Linked DNA regions of Mus musculus: region 1 is linked to region 2. Evidence: chromatin contacts called from public Micro-C data. All regions are on one chromosome and are shown on one strand. Each heading gives the region's core, a stretch centred on a gene start, on an enhancer-like site or on the middle of the called end of the contact. The rest is flanking DNA. Distances are from core to core; before and after follow the strand shown.

What was found. A called contact is a pair of places that touch in the nucleus more often than the background predicts.
Region 1: a contact with region 2 is called in a Micro-C map of embryonic stem cells, with 2.4 times the contacts expected there. The contact joins the promoter of Vdac2 here to the enhancer-like site in region 2. A contact is called at or near these places in 3 of 484 Hi-C or Micro-C datasets (all in embryonic stem cells), 1 of 115 datasets of contacts at active chromatin or transcription factors (embryonic stem cells) and 1 of 9 other capture datasets (pancreatic islet).

Annotation. Positions count from the first base shown.
Region 1 is chr14:21,827,465-21,834,796 of GRCm38.p6, reverse strand. Vdac2 (voltage-dependent anion channel 2) reads right to left here and starts at 3,236. Exons shown (of 10, transcript NM_011695.2): 1 at 3,130-3,236; 2 at 2,888-2,946; 3 at 1,845-1,913; 4 at 947-996. The coding sequence starts at 2,921.
Region 2 is chr14:21,471,245-21,478,231 of GRCm38.p6, reverse strand. All of the region lies in intron 1 of Gm30363 (a long non-coding RNA gene), which reads left to right. Among named protein-coding and RNA genes, the nearest start is that of Gm30363, 8.9 kb to the left of the region's middle. Within about 2 kb of position 3,896, at least 15 of the 459 cell types and tissues checked have an H3K27ac peak or open chromatin away from gene starts, as enhancers often do. A contact at or near this core is called in embryonic stem cells, where this site is marked.

The DNA.
Region 1 (7,332 bases), core at 1,987-4,486, 360 kb before region 2:
TACTGCTAAGTTACACTCCCAGTCTTAAAGTAAACGTTTTAAAGACAAAGATGGTGTGTTTTAGTTTAAAACAACATACATGCACAAACACATTTAAAATTCAGTAGGCTGAAAATAAAGATTAGTAGTAGAGATGCAAGGCCCAGCAACAGTAAAGAAAAAATACTTACAGTCACCTAATACTCTATAATCTATTAATCCAAGTCAGTCACTCAACCATAACCAAATAATTAAGACTTCTTCACAGACCAAAGAAACCACAGGACAAGACAAATATAAAAGCCACAAATGCAACAGATCTAAGCATCAAGAAACAGCACCACAAACAACTTAATAGATACCAGTTACATGCAGAGCAGCATGCACACAGTACCGAGCAATCATAGTTTAGCATGAACATTAAACACCCATCTCCAATCTCACAATAAAAACTTCTAGAGAAGAAGGAGAACAGTGCTTTACTTTCTCCCTTCTTTAACAACAGTCGGGAAGGATCAACACATATGAAAATAGCAAATTCTGTAGAGACATTCCAGTCAGGATAAACAGGCAGACATCTCCATGGATGGCTGTTAGAATGTAGCCACTATACTAAATGGTCATTGTAGTCAAATAACCAAGTTACTACTCAGAGCCCAGAACTCTGACAGGTACTAAGAGAAAGGGTTACAGGAGTCACGGCCTTCATGCTTGTCATCTACCTGAGTAGACAGTCCCAAATAAGCAATGGCTTTCCCAACTTCTCCATGCAATCATGGTAAAACATACATAATAAAGGAATATAACAAAACCATGTGAAATGCAGAAATCACATACAAAGCCAATAAATCAGACTACACATAAATCATTCAAAACAAATTAGCTTCTGCCTCCTTAAGGGAAAAGAGCTGTAGATATTTATGGGCTATGAAATTAACAGCTTCGTGAAAACGAATCAATAACTTACCACACCGCTGCATGACTTCGTCTTCACATCCAGCTTCACCAGCCCAAAGCCTTCAAAAAGAGAGGGCAAAGATATGATTCTTCTGCAGAAAAGACGTATACCCACACTCAAAGTACTGTGAACATAATCCCAAAGTCCGGGACAGAAATGGACAAATGCACAGCACATGAAGGAACATTTACAAGCAGTCAGCTCTGCTAAGGTGACAGTAGCGCTGCCTAGTGTCCTATAACTGGCTCCACTTCCTGCCGCACCCTTTTCAAGCCATTTTTAAACGTTAGATTAAAAATCAGTTCCTCAGACTGGCCTACTGTTTATGGCAACACACTTAGGACTTTTATCCCAAAAGGGTATCACCAAAGAGCAAGGGGTAGTGGTATGTGCAAAACAATCAATTTTCAAGAAAGCACAAAAATTGACTCAAAACTCTAAGGTTTCCACCTACCCAGAGTCATAACCACAAAAATAAAACAGTAATTCTAGGCAGCTCTATCCAACCATGGTCTGAACTGTCACTTAAAAGAATAAAGTACAGGCTTTCCCCTCTCCCTAGGGGGTGGGGAGTGGGGTGGTACTCGCCTCCCATCACTTGGGAGGCAGAGGCAGGTAGATCTGAGAGTTCAAGGCCAGCCTGGTCTACAGAGTGAGTTCCAGGACAGCCAGGACTACAGAGAGAAAGCCTGTCTTGAAACAAAACCAAAAAACAACAACAAAATAAAAAGAACAAGCTTTTCAATTGTGACCGAAGAAAGGCTAAGAAAGTGGGGTACACATGCAGCTGGCAGAGGCATGAGTGCAGCAGGGTATTCAGTCTAGAAAAGCAAAGCAATTAACTTTTTTCAAGAGGTCCAAGCATATATTTTTCTCTTTTATGTTTAAAAGGGAAAAAAGTCCTTACCAAATCCTTTGTTGAAAATGTCTCTGGCAGCTTTGCCGAGGTCAGCATAGGGTGGAGGGATACACATCGCTAGTCAAAAGAAACATTCTACAGTTAATGTGAGCTACTACTAGGACCTACTGCTAACATTTACATTCAAGCAGTTCAACCGGAGTGGGTTTTGATGCCACTAGAACTTCAATAAATGTTATTCTAAAGTAGCCACCCATAACAAAAACTTATTTCTAAATAGCTATGTGGTAATACAAACCTGGGACATTTCTACCAAGTTTTAAGAATGGGGGAAGCCTTTCTAATTCCTAAACATAAGTGTCTACTGCCTACACAGTTGCCAAAACTCAAGGTGACTGATTTAACGGAGATAAAAACCAAAATTTAAGCTTAGGCGTTCTCCCCTAACAAACCTTTGGGAAGGACTTCCAAAATCAAAACCAACACTCTGGGAACTGGCACAATTGAGACACGGGCAAAAAATACAACCATCTATGTCTACAGCAACTAAATATCAAATGGCACTTTAAACACATTACTACGGTCCCCCAAGTCCTCCGACAACGTGAGGCTTAAGGGCAAGGAATCCGAGCTCCAGGAGCAGCTCATTCATTCTCCAGTGCACATCCACGCCCTTAGGAACACGTGTAATGACCTTGTAGTGCACTCGACCTGTGCAGGCAGACAGCGAACTACTTCCTCTTGCAAAGTGACTGCTCTAACTCTCCGCCCCCCCCCCCCGAACCCCAAGATGGAATTCAACAACTAAGTGTTTTGCTTTCGGATTTGTAAGTAACATATCCAAAAGCCAAGGGTGGGTGCGGCCAAGGACCAACGCCCCAGGCGCGAGCCCCCCTATCTGCAACCCAACAGCCCAGCACCACGTCCGTCAACAGAGTGGCAGTGTAAGACTTAGGGGGCGCGCAAAGAAGCAAACTTTCCAAGTCTTTGCAGGCATCATGTGGGCCACGGCGGAACAAGGTATGGTTCTCTAAAGAGGAACAGCACAGCCCCCATGGCCCCATCGCGCAAACACCTCTTGTGCTACTTACGCCGTGGGCATACCGGTACACAGCACTCAGCCATGGCGAAGTCGCGGGGAAAAGGTGATCTGTGAAAGGGACAAGAAGTGCGGTCAGGGGACAGTCAAAGGGTCCCCTGGGGAGCTCGGACATTAGAGAAAGGGGCCGGGGCCGCTGCGGCCATCTTAGGGGACCAGGGCCGCCCTGAGTTCACTCAGGCTGCCGGCCCGCCCTAAGGCCCCAGAGTCGGCAAGAGGCGGGCACCATAGTACCTGCGGGTGTCCTGAGGGGCGCTGCCGCCACCGCTCGGCTCGCAGCTGAGGCCACTCCGCTATCTGAAAGTTGCGCTGCAGCCACCGCGGCTGGAGGGCGAAGTGAAGGAGACACCGTTGCGCCCCGCCGCAAGCCTGGCCTCCCCCAGCCAGGTCCCCGCCGCGGCCGCCCGGGCTGTCTACCGCGCCTGTCCTTGCCGCTCCGCCCGCTGCCCACTCCCACCTGCTCCGGAGTGACCACGTGGGTCGAGAGCACGGCGGTCTCCTTGGGTGAGCGGTCTCGGACCGTCCGGCGGGGACGGGGCGAGCAGGAGCTGCGGGGCCTCGGGTTAGGCAATGTCCAGGACAGCCCCAGAGGCGAGGACCTGGGAACGGCGGAGGCGGCGCAACGGCACCCGCGCGGTCAGGATGGGAGTGGCCACGCGAGTCGCGACGGGGCGGGGCGATGTGCCCCGCAGGGTCACGTGCACCCTCTCAGCCTCCTCCCTGAGTCCCAGCCTGGAGGTCTGAACTTAAGGTCCGGGTTGAGGGGGATGAAACACTCTCCCCAAGTGCAGCCTCCATGCTCTTCCCATCTCGGTTCACCGCCCACCGCCATGTCCTCCCCTGCTGGGACTAGGCTGGGCTCCAAAGGAACAAACTTGAGCCAGTCTCTGGGCATTTCTCTCGGAGCCTCAGGGTTGCGCTCCTGCAGCCTCCGTCTCACCCATATATGGTATGGGTTCACACACGCGCAGAAGCACATCCTGCTCTAGGAAGAGAAGCTTCCCCTGGTTGAGAGGCCTGGAGAGACAAGGGAATAACTGTAGGATTCATGCTGACCAGTCATTAGAATGCTGCTCTCAAGTTCTTTAGATATGCCAGAAGAGGGAGGGAGCAGCCAGTCCTGATGCCTATACCTGTAGTCCCAGATCTGGGCGGCAGAGAAATTACACCAGATTGAGGCTAAACTACAGAGTGAGGCAAAAGGTTAATAAAGATAAGAGACCGCTGGATAGTGGTGGTGCACACCTTTAATCCCAGCACTTGGGAGGCAGAGGCAGGTGGATTTCTGAATTCGAGGCCAGCCTGGTCTACAGAGAGAGTTCCAGGACAGCAAGGGCAATACAGAAAAACCCTGTCTTGAAATAATAATAATAGAGACCAGTTTGAGGCTAAACTACAGGGTGAGGCAAACAGGATAATAAAGATAGAATCGGAGGCTCAGTGAGTAAGAACCCTTATCTTGCTGTGCATGCAAGGGGACCTGAGCTCGGATCCCCAGCACCCAACACCCACATTAAAAGCCAGTAGTAGTTCCAGAAATAGAAACAAGAGGGTCACGGGGGCTCTGTCAACCTGGCCTGCAAACCGTGTTCTCTAAATTCTGTAAAAGGTGAAGAGCAGTAGACACTGTTCAAAACACACACACACACACACGTCAGCCATACAGAAGATTTAAAATGGAGACAACTGACACTTCAGCTCAATAAACTCAAATAATTTAGCCTGTGGACCTCAATTCCCTCATCTCTAAGATGCTGTTTAATAATCTTCAATAGACATACAGTTGGACTGAGAGCAAAGACACCCACACATATGCACTCATGACTCAATCGTCTCTGAACTCTTCCTCTACTCAAGTACTGTTAAGTCATCACTCTCCTCCTAAGCCGGAGGAAAGATGGCTAGGTGGGCTCCCCCCAATCCAACACCCAAGTTTAAAGTTACACTCTGGTATGTTTCTCTCCCAGGAGCAAGGCTAGCCAGCAACCTCACCTGCTCACAGCTGGAATTGTGTTGTAAAAAGTGAAATGGGAAGAGTCTTTGTGTGTATGAGATCGGGCTCCAGCACCTGACTCATCCCTTCATCCAAGCTCAGGCAGGTTGGTCTGCCATGGACCTGGCCCACGGGAGACAGTCTGCCCCAGCTGTGTGATGCTTGTGGTAGAGTTTGGCCTCCTCAGCACTGCCTTCCAGAAAAACTCAGCCTGCTAAATTAGTTACCTCAATTGCCTATAGCAGGGCTTATTCCTATTCTGTATTACCTGTCACAAGTTTTGATCTCCAGAGACATCATTTTCTGACACAAAAGTCGGAAGCTTTACTCTGTAAAGTATGTGGGTGGTGCTTAATGGCCACTGGGGACAAACTCCAGCCTAAGCAAAGAATTACAGGGGTGGGAAAGATGGTGACTCCTTCCCATCATAAAGACACAGCTGACACTCCTATGTAAAAGGCAGGTTAGCAAGAGAAATGTATAATTCATTTATTTGATCATGATTTTATATGATATACAAGCCACCAAACTGAAGAGCCCAAACATCCAAGGTGAATTATTGATTTTTATTTTTGAATTATTGATTTTTGTGCTTAGGTTGACTGAAGCATGGACAGCCAGATAGGAATATAAATGAACAAAAAGAGTATAATCTTTATAACAGAATGAGTAAGGATCCCACAGGGTCTGTCCAGGTAGCCCATCCTCCCAGCTATGGATAAGAACTCCTTCTAAAAAGAAGGGGGTGGTCTTCTTGGTGTAATGCTGGGAATTGAACTAATGTAAGACCAGCATTACACCACTGAGCTATAACTCCGATCCCCTTTTTAACTCTACAAAACCAGGTCTCTCACTAAATTGCCCAGGAAAGCCTTGAACTTTTCATCTTCCTCTTTCAGCCACCACCACCATCCTGCCCCAAGTAGCTGATATTATAGGCCTGCACCACCAAACCCCACTAACATGGAGGTCTTGAACTGGGAAGATGGCTCAATAAAGTCCTTGCTGTGTAAATCAGGAGTTCGGATCTCCAGAACCCACATAAAAGCTGGGCAAGGTGTGGCAGCCCAAGCAGGACTCAGGCAGCCCAGCACTCAGGAGACAGACATGGTATTCCTGGGGCAAGATGGCTAGCTTAATTAGGTGAAATTGGCAAGCTCTGGATTCAGTGAGAGATTCTGCCTCAGTGAATTAGAGAGCCATCAATGAAGACACATGCATATGCCCACATGTGTACACGTGCCCACATGCAAAAATATGTTATTTCCTTGTCCAGCATAGCTGTGATCCAGGAACCCTGGCTACAGACAATGAAGGAATGAAGAAAAGACAGTCACCCATACAGAGAAGGGAGATCGGGTAGGGTTCTCTAATTGCTACCACAGCAACCCAGAATCTCAAGGTGTTTATTAAGTACAACAGAAAGGTAGGGGGGTTGCCAGCTTGGTAGAAAGTGTCTGTAGGCAGCAGCCTCAGACTGTGAACATCCAGGAGGAAGAAGCTGCAGTTGCTAGGTTTGCAACAATCAATCTTCTACAAACATTCATACCTCCCAAGAGAAGCGCCACCACTGCTCTTGAGCCTGATCCACATGGGTAACAGCTTTGCCAACTGCCCCATGGGTTGGAGGCCTTGGGATTCTTGACATAGTGGTACCCATGTCAAAATAGGCATTCTCTCAGAACTTCATTCACCCAGGGCTTCCTTTGGCCCCCTCTACATATACCACAGATAATGCATATGCATACAATATGCATACACACACAATTAACTGATAGAATAGAGGTCTGATGATCTGTTAATCAAGGCAGGTCAGAGAATGTCTTTATGGCAGGGTAAAGTGAGTGTTTTTAGCTTTGAGGCTTTGGGGGCAGGAGGAGTGGGTTTTACTTTTCTATGACTTGCTTCTGATTAAAAAAAAATCTAATTTCTTGGCTTTCCTTGGGTGGAGAACAAAGACAGGGCAGGATCAGTTCAAAGAGAAACTCTGTTTCAAGGCCTTCATTTTGAGCAGGATTTAGTGAATCCACCTGAGTATCCATATTCAAACTCCTTTAGAGTGATGGCACACTCCCCAAAACCCGGCACTTGAAAAGTGAAGGCAGGAGACTCAGTGAGGCGTCATCCTCAGCCACACAGGGATTTGATGCCAGCCTGGGCTACAGAAGAACCTGTTCCAACAAGCATGATATTGAATCCAGGATATTGAAAACAACAACAAAAACGTCTGACAAGACTACTGAAGCTGCAGTGACTTATCTAGTCTTAGAAAACGCTTTGTAGTGTGTGTGCCTTATTCTGCTAGACCCAAGTGACTAAACTGAGCAAGGCAGAACACACCTATAACCCTGGCATTTGGGAGGCAGAAGCAGAAGGACCAAAAGTCTGAAGACCATCCTAGGTAACTTAGGCTCTGTTTGTTTGTTTGTTTGTTTGTTTGTTTG
Region 2 (6,987 bases), core at 2,647-5,146:
GAATGCTGCCAGCACCTTAATGATAATGGACTGAACCTCTAAAACTGTAAGCCAGCCCCAATTAAATGTTGTTTTTTATAAGACTTGCCTTGGTCATGGTGTCTGTTCACAGCATTAAAACCCTAACTAATACAATAACCTTGAACTTCTGATCCTCTGCCTCTACCTTCTGAGTGTTCCGGTTACAGGCACACTGAGGGAATGAGCCCAGGGCTTTCATGTATGTGTAGTCTTATAAACTAAGCTTCACCCCAGCCCCTCTTCCTTCCTTCCTTCCTTCCTTCCTTCCTTCCTTCCTTCCTTTCCTTTCCTTCCTTCTCTCTCTCTCAATCTCTCTCTCTCTCTCTCTCTCTCTCTCTCTCCTTGCTTTAATTATCTATTTAGAAACTCTAGGACAATCTTATTCGAGTTTAAAAGAAAAAGGAAACAAAGCTGGGTGGTAGTGGTGCACGTCTTTAATCCCAGCACTTGGGAGGCAGAGGCAGGCGGATTTCTGAGTTCAAGGCCAGCCTGTTCTACAAAGTGAGTTCCAGGATAGCCAGGGCTATACAGGGAAACCCTGTCTCGAAAAAACCAAAAACCAAAAACCAAAAAAAAAAAAAAAAAAAAAAAGAAAAGAAAAAGTAAAAATAAACAAAAGAAAAGAACAGGATAAACAATCTGTAAGTCTGAGCATCTGCCTGGAGGAGGAGAGTAGAAGAAAGAAGGGAAACCATGCATGGTATTGAGTTATTACTTTGGAAGTCAACTACAAGCTGGGCAGCCATGGGGCAGCAGGCAACTAGCTAGTCAGAGGGCAGCAGGCAGCTAGCCAGAGGGCAGCAGGCAGCTAGTCAGAGGGCAGCAGGCAGCTAGCCAGAGGGCAGCAGGCAGCTAGTCAGAAGGCAGCAGGCAGCTAGCCAGAGGGCAGCAGGCAGCTAGTCACAGAGCAGCAGAGTGGAGTGGATTGTCTTTGTTTGGATGTGGTTCCACTCTATCCCAGGCTAGTCTTACACTTGTGGTCATTTTCCTGCCTCAGCCTAGTACTCAGCATGAACCATCGTCCCCGGGCTCTCCTGCATCCCACAGGCACTTGCACATCATTTCTAACACAGCAGAAGTGAAGCTCCATGCTGATTGCAGCTCTTTTGCATTATTTAGAGGGTAATAAGTGATTTAACCTCTGTGTTGTGTCTAGGTAACTGCACATGCCCAGGTGCCATGGAGGCCAGGAGAAGGCATTGAATCCCTTGGAGCTGAGAGTCAGTCATCTGATTCGAGTGCTAGAACAGAATCCATGCTCCACAGAACAGTACACATCTGAACCACTGGACCATCTCCCCATGCCCCAGAGTGTACTCTTAGCCACTGAGCATCTCTCTTCGTCCTAGAAACAATGATTTTTAAAAGTCTGCAGTACAGAGGAAATTTCCCTAAGATATTTCAGTCCATGTTAGTTGATTCCATAGGCACAGAGTCCACAGATATGAAGGGTTGACAGCATTCATGATTATAAGCCTTCCTGATACACTGAACATTTTACAGCTATGAAATCTTCATTCCTTCTCTGCCTGGTGCTTAGGTAGGCATTTCTGTTCTCTTTTGGTTACTGTTTACATGGTATGTTTTTTTTTCTTTGTTTCTTTTTGGGGGTTAGGGGTGGGTTTTGGTATTTGGTTTTTTGAGACAGGATTTCTCTGTGTAGCCCTGGCTGTCCTGGACTCACTCTGCAGTCCATGCTGGCCTCAAATTCATAGAGACCTACCTGCCTCTGTCTTCCTAGTGCTGGGGTTAAAGGCATGTGCTAGTACTACCTGGCACATGGCATGTCTTTTTATCTCTTTTTGCCTATTTGTGTCTTTGGTTCTTGGATAGATGTCATATAGTTCCATTTATTTACTTACTACATTATGGTATGCATATGTGTGTTTGTTTGTTTATGGGTGGTAAGACAGACTCTCTCAGGCTGGCCTTGAACTCCTGTGTACCTAAGGCTGGACTTATTTATACACCTCATTCCTCTGCTTCAGCCTCCCAAGTGCTGGAATTACAGGCATGCAGCACCATGTCCAGCTCTACAATGCCTTCATTGTTGAAAATAAACCCACACCAATAAAGTGGCAGTTCCTCTCTAGTTACAGAAGCTCTGGAGCAGCGAGAGACCACAGTTCTTTTCTCTTTATATTTTCCTGCGATGAACAATTCCATGTTTCCAGTGTGTGGGTGTGTACCAGCCCACATGCACTTAAACAGAGCAGGTTATTTTTCAACAGGGCCCATCTCAGGAGCACTGGCACCTTCTCACCTGCTGTCCACTTCCCCATTCTTCCTCTCTCTCCATCCCCTGATTTGTCCTCCTCTCTCTTTCTCTTCCTACATCTGCTCTAGTAGGTAACATGACCTAGTGGATAGGCAAATGCTAAGGTTTTGGCACCAAGAACACCTGAGTTTAAATCTCAAATGGCAGCTTGTTTACCTGTAAAATAGATAATTGTTTTGAGGTGGGGGTCATATGTAGTCCAGGCTGGTCACAAACTTATTGTGTGGCTAAAGATGATCTTAGTCTCCTGATCTGCTTGCCTCCACCTCACACTTGATATTACAAGTATGTGTTCCCACACCTGTCAGCCACACATCAAAAATAAATCTTTTCTTCTTTTTTTGTTTTATATTTATTTACACTCCAAATTTTATTCCCTGCCCCAACTCCACCTTCTGACTTTTCCAAAACTCATACCTCCTCCCCACCCCTCTATCTTGACAAAGATGTCCCCACCCCCACCCTCTATCCAACCAGACCTCTTAACTCCCTGGGGCTCCCACTCTCTTGAGGGTTAGGTGCATCATCTCTGATTGATCCCAGACCTGGCAGTCCTCTGCTGTATATGTGTTGGGGGCCTCACATCAGCTGGTGTATGCTGCCTGGTTGGTGATCCAGTGTTTGAGAGATCTTGGGGGTCCAGGTTAATTGAGACTGCTGGTCCTCCTCAGCTTCTTCCAGCTTTTCCCTAATTCAACCACGGGGTCAGCAGCTTCTGTCCATTGGTTGGGTGCAAATATCCACACCTGACTCTTCCATCTGCTTATTGGGTGTTCTGGAAGGCAGTCATAATAGGTCTCTTTTTGTGAGTGCTCCATAGCCTCAGTAATAGTGTCAGGCCTTGGGACCTCCCCTTGAGCTGGATCCCACTTTGGGCCTGTTGCTGGACCTTCTTTTCCTCAGGCTCCCCTCCATTCCATCCTTGAGGTTCTTTCAGACAGGAACAATTATAGATCAGTGTGGAGAGCCTTTGGGGGTTATGCTTGGCAGGAATCTGACATTGGCCAAGGACAAGGAAATGGGCTTCTGGCGGGAATCTGACTTTGGCCATGACAAGGAAGTAAGCTCAGGCAGGAATCTGACATTGGCCAAGGACAAGGCAGTAAGAATCTGGTTTTAGGGTAGAACAAAGAAGTAGGCTCAGATATCTTGATCATCCTTAGAAACAGCAATCACCGGAGTGACCCTGGGGCTTTGTGTTTATTGCTTGATCCCTCATTGTACTACTTGCCCTGAATACTTGCATGTAATTAAAATGGTATAAAAAGTGGATTGGGGGTGGGGGTGGCGCACGCCTTTAATCCCAGCACTCAGGAGGCAGAGGCTGGTGGATTTCTGAGTTCAAGGCCAGCCTGGTCTACAAAGTGAGTTCCAGGACAGCCAGGGCTACACAGAGAAACCCTGTCTCGAAAAACAGAACAAACAAACAAACAAACAAACAAAAAAGTGGATTGAGAAAATTAAATTTGCTTTCAGTCTCAGAATTAACTGGGGTCATGCTACAATGTTGTCTAACTGTCTTTTTTTTTTTTAACCCTCACTCCTGAGCTTGAGAACCTGATGACTGACTGGGCCGGCTTGGTCAGGTCAGAGTTGTGACTGTGGGATGGCAACCCCCTCCCTCACTTCCCTGTCTCCCTACTGGAGGTGGCCTCTATAAGTTGGTGAAACTGTTTGGTTTGGAGATATGGCCTTGTTTTGGAAGAGGTTTGTCACTGTGATGGGCTTTGAAGTTTCAAAAACCTACATCATTGCCAGTTAGCTCTTTCTGCCTCCAACTTTTGGATCAGAATTTAAGCTCTTAGCTGCTGCTCCAACACCATGCCTGCCTACCTGCCGCCTTGCTCTCTGCCATGATGACCATGGACGTTAACCTTCTGGAGCTCCCAAGCTAAATAGTTTCTTTCATAAATTGCTTTGACCATGGTGTCTTGTTATAGCAATAGAAAAACAATTGAGGCAACACCCATACACATAAAATTAATGAATACATAAATAAACCATTTTAAAGAATTTACAGTCTCAAGAACCTGTGTGTGAATTTTTATTCTTTCTAGAGACATGGTTTCTCTGTGCAGCCTGGGCTGCCCTGGAACTCACTCTGTAGACCAGGCTGGCTTTGAACTCACAGAGATCCATCTGCCGCTGGCTTCTGAGTACTGGGATTAAAGGCATTCACAACTATCTCCTGGCTTTAACACACACACACACACACACACACACACACACACACACAAGGCTCAGGATTATAACCTGGTTGTTAGAATGATTGCCTAACATGCATGAACTCCCAGATTTGATTCCCAGGACTATATAAACCAGATGTGGTGGTATATATCTGCAATCCCATCATTCTGAAGTTGAAGGGCTAAAAACCAGAAATTGAAAGTCATTCTTGGCTACATAGTGAGTTCCAGATCATCCTGGGATATAAAAGACCCTGCTAAAGCCGTTCCAGTCTCTAGGGGTTTAATTTTTTCATTTAGTTTATATTTATGTGTACCTGCTTGTCTGTATATGTGCCATATATGTGCACTGCTCTTAGAGGCCAGAAGAGTTGGACCCCCTTGAATTGGAGGTTGCTGCGGGCCACCTGATGAGGGTGTTTGAAACCAAACTCAGGTCCTCTGAAGAGCAGTACAGGCTCTTAACTACTGAGCTGTCTCCAGCTCTGCAGTCGCTATTTTTACTTTGGTGTTTGTTTGTTTGTTTGTAGAACAGGCTGGCCTCTAACTCGATCCTCCTGCTTCTTCTTCTCCAGTCCTGGGATTAAAGGCAAGTACTACCAGAGCCTGGCTTGCCAGTCACTGTTTTGAAGGCTAAATATTGAAAATTCCTCCAGACTCTGAAAGAATACTAGTCAAAAGTGTCTCTCTAGGTCCAGGGAAGTCAGGGATAAGGTGGTTTTCTGCCTCCACCCTTTGACGTCTTTTGCTTACATTTATCCTATAGAAAATTTCTGTTGCTTGGTGACAGCAGGTCTGTCTATGCCAGGGGTGGCAGTGACTCTGCCCTGTGTCTGAGTCATTTCCACAGTTTCACACAGTTAGGATTATGATGGAGAAGGAAGGATCACACTGCTGTCCACACAGGGCTCTCTCTCTGCCTTCCTCACACCCCAGACTTCAAGTTCTGGGTGCTAGGTGGTTGCAACTTCCTGTGGGGGGTGGACCCTCTCCTCGTTCTATCTCACCATTAGGATAGCGTTCCTGTTTCCTCTGGCAGGTCCCCAAAGCCACTCATTCACACTACCTTGCCTTCTTTCTCAGCTTTAGATATCATGGCACTTTTTATGCCTTTCTCCAAGACCTCTTTTGGTGACAGAAGGGACCTGGGTGGCTTAGCACATCTATTCCTAGGCTTCCGGAACCCTGAATAAAGGACTGGTGCTATCTTCTACCCTCTATGCCTCCAGAGTACTAAGTGTGGGTTTGGTTTCAGAGAAATTTTATCCATCTTTGCTTGGCTTCCTTTTTCTCCCACTCTCCTTCTCTCTTCCTCCTCCTCCTCCTCACTTCCTCCTCCTTTCTTTCTTTTCTTTCTTCTTGACAGCTTTTTTTTTTTTTAAATATAGATGACCTGGAGCTCTATGCAGACCAGCGTAGCTTCTAACTCATAGAAATTCTCCTGCCTATGCCTTCCTAGAGATGGAAGGTAAAGAGTATACCACCACACCCAACTATCTTTGCCTGGAATTTGCTATATAGATGAGGCTGACCTTGAACTTCTGACCCTCTTGATTTCTTCCCCCCCTCCTCCACCTACCCTGCCCAGGCTGTCCTGTGCTAAGGATGAAACCCAGGGCCTCATGCTTGCTAAGCACAAATCCTACCAGCTGGGCTGCATTTCTAACCTCTCTCCCTCTTTGAATCAGTGAACAATTATGGAGTGCTGCTCAAGTCTGAGGTCCTGGACTGGGCACCAGGGAGGGCCTGGTGGACAAAACAGCCCGACATGCCAAGAAGGCCACAGTTCTTACTGACTGAGACGGGTCAGCTATGTCCAGATTAACTACAGGGCTGGTGAGTCTTAGCTTTGAGTTCTAGGTGCACCCTCTGCTTGGACACACAAATCTACCAGGTACCCTCCAGGTCTGTGCCCCCGCTTAGAGTTATTACCTCTCAGCTTTCAGGATTCCTGCCCTCCTGCCCATCCTGGCAGTGGGAAGTCTCAGGTTGCGTGCCAGAGACTCTCTCCTGAATAAGCCAGGAGACAGCTGCTATGCTTTTGTCTCTTTACAACCGGATAGTCTGCCTTTGTCATCTTCTCTCCCACTTAGAGGTGTCTTTGTGACAGGCTCAAGCATACTGCTTTATTGTGTTCCCCCATTTGTAGGTAGCTGTGTCTACCATGCTGTACCAGAAAGTACATTACTTCTCAGGGACAGTGTGACAATGGCATGGACATGCTGTGTGCTGAGTTCTGATTGGCTGGTTTGTTTGCTGTTGTCTTCAGCCAGTGAGCTCTGGAGGGTTAGGATATTGTCAGAAGTGGTTTTCCTACTAAGATTCAACTAGCTTTGAGAGAAAAAAAAATTGAAACCAAAATGCATGTCTATTAGCCCAATGCAGTTCAACTATTGACAAAGAAGTAATCTAAAAAATGACATAGGGCTGGAGAGATGCCTCAGCAAGAAAAGGCAGTGGTCCTTAAGCCAACAACCTGAGCTTGATCCTGGGACCACATAG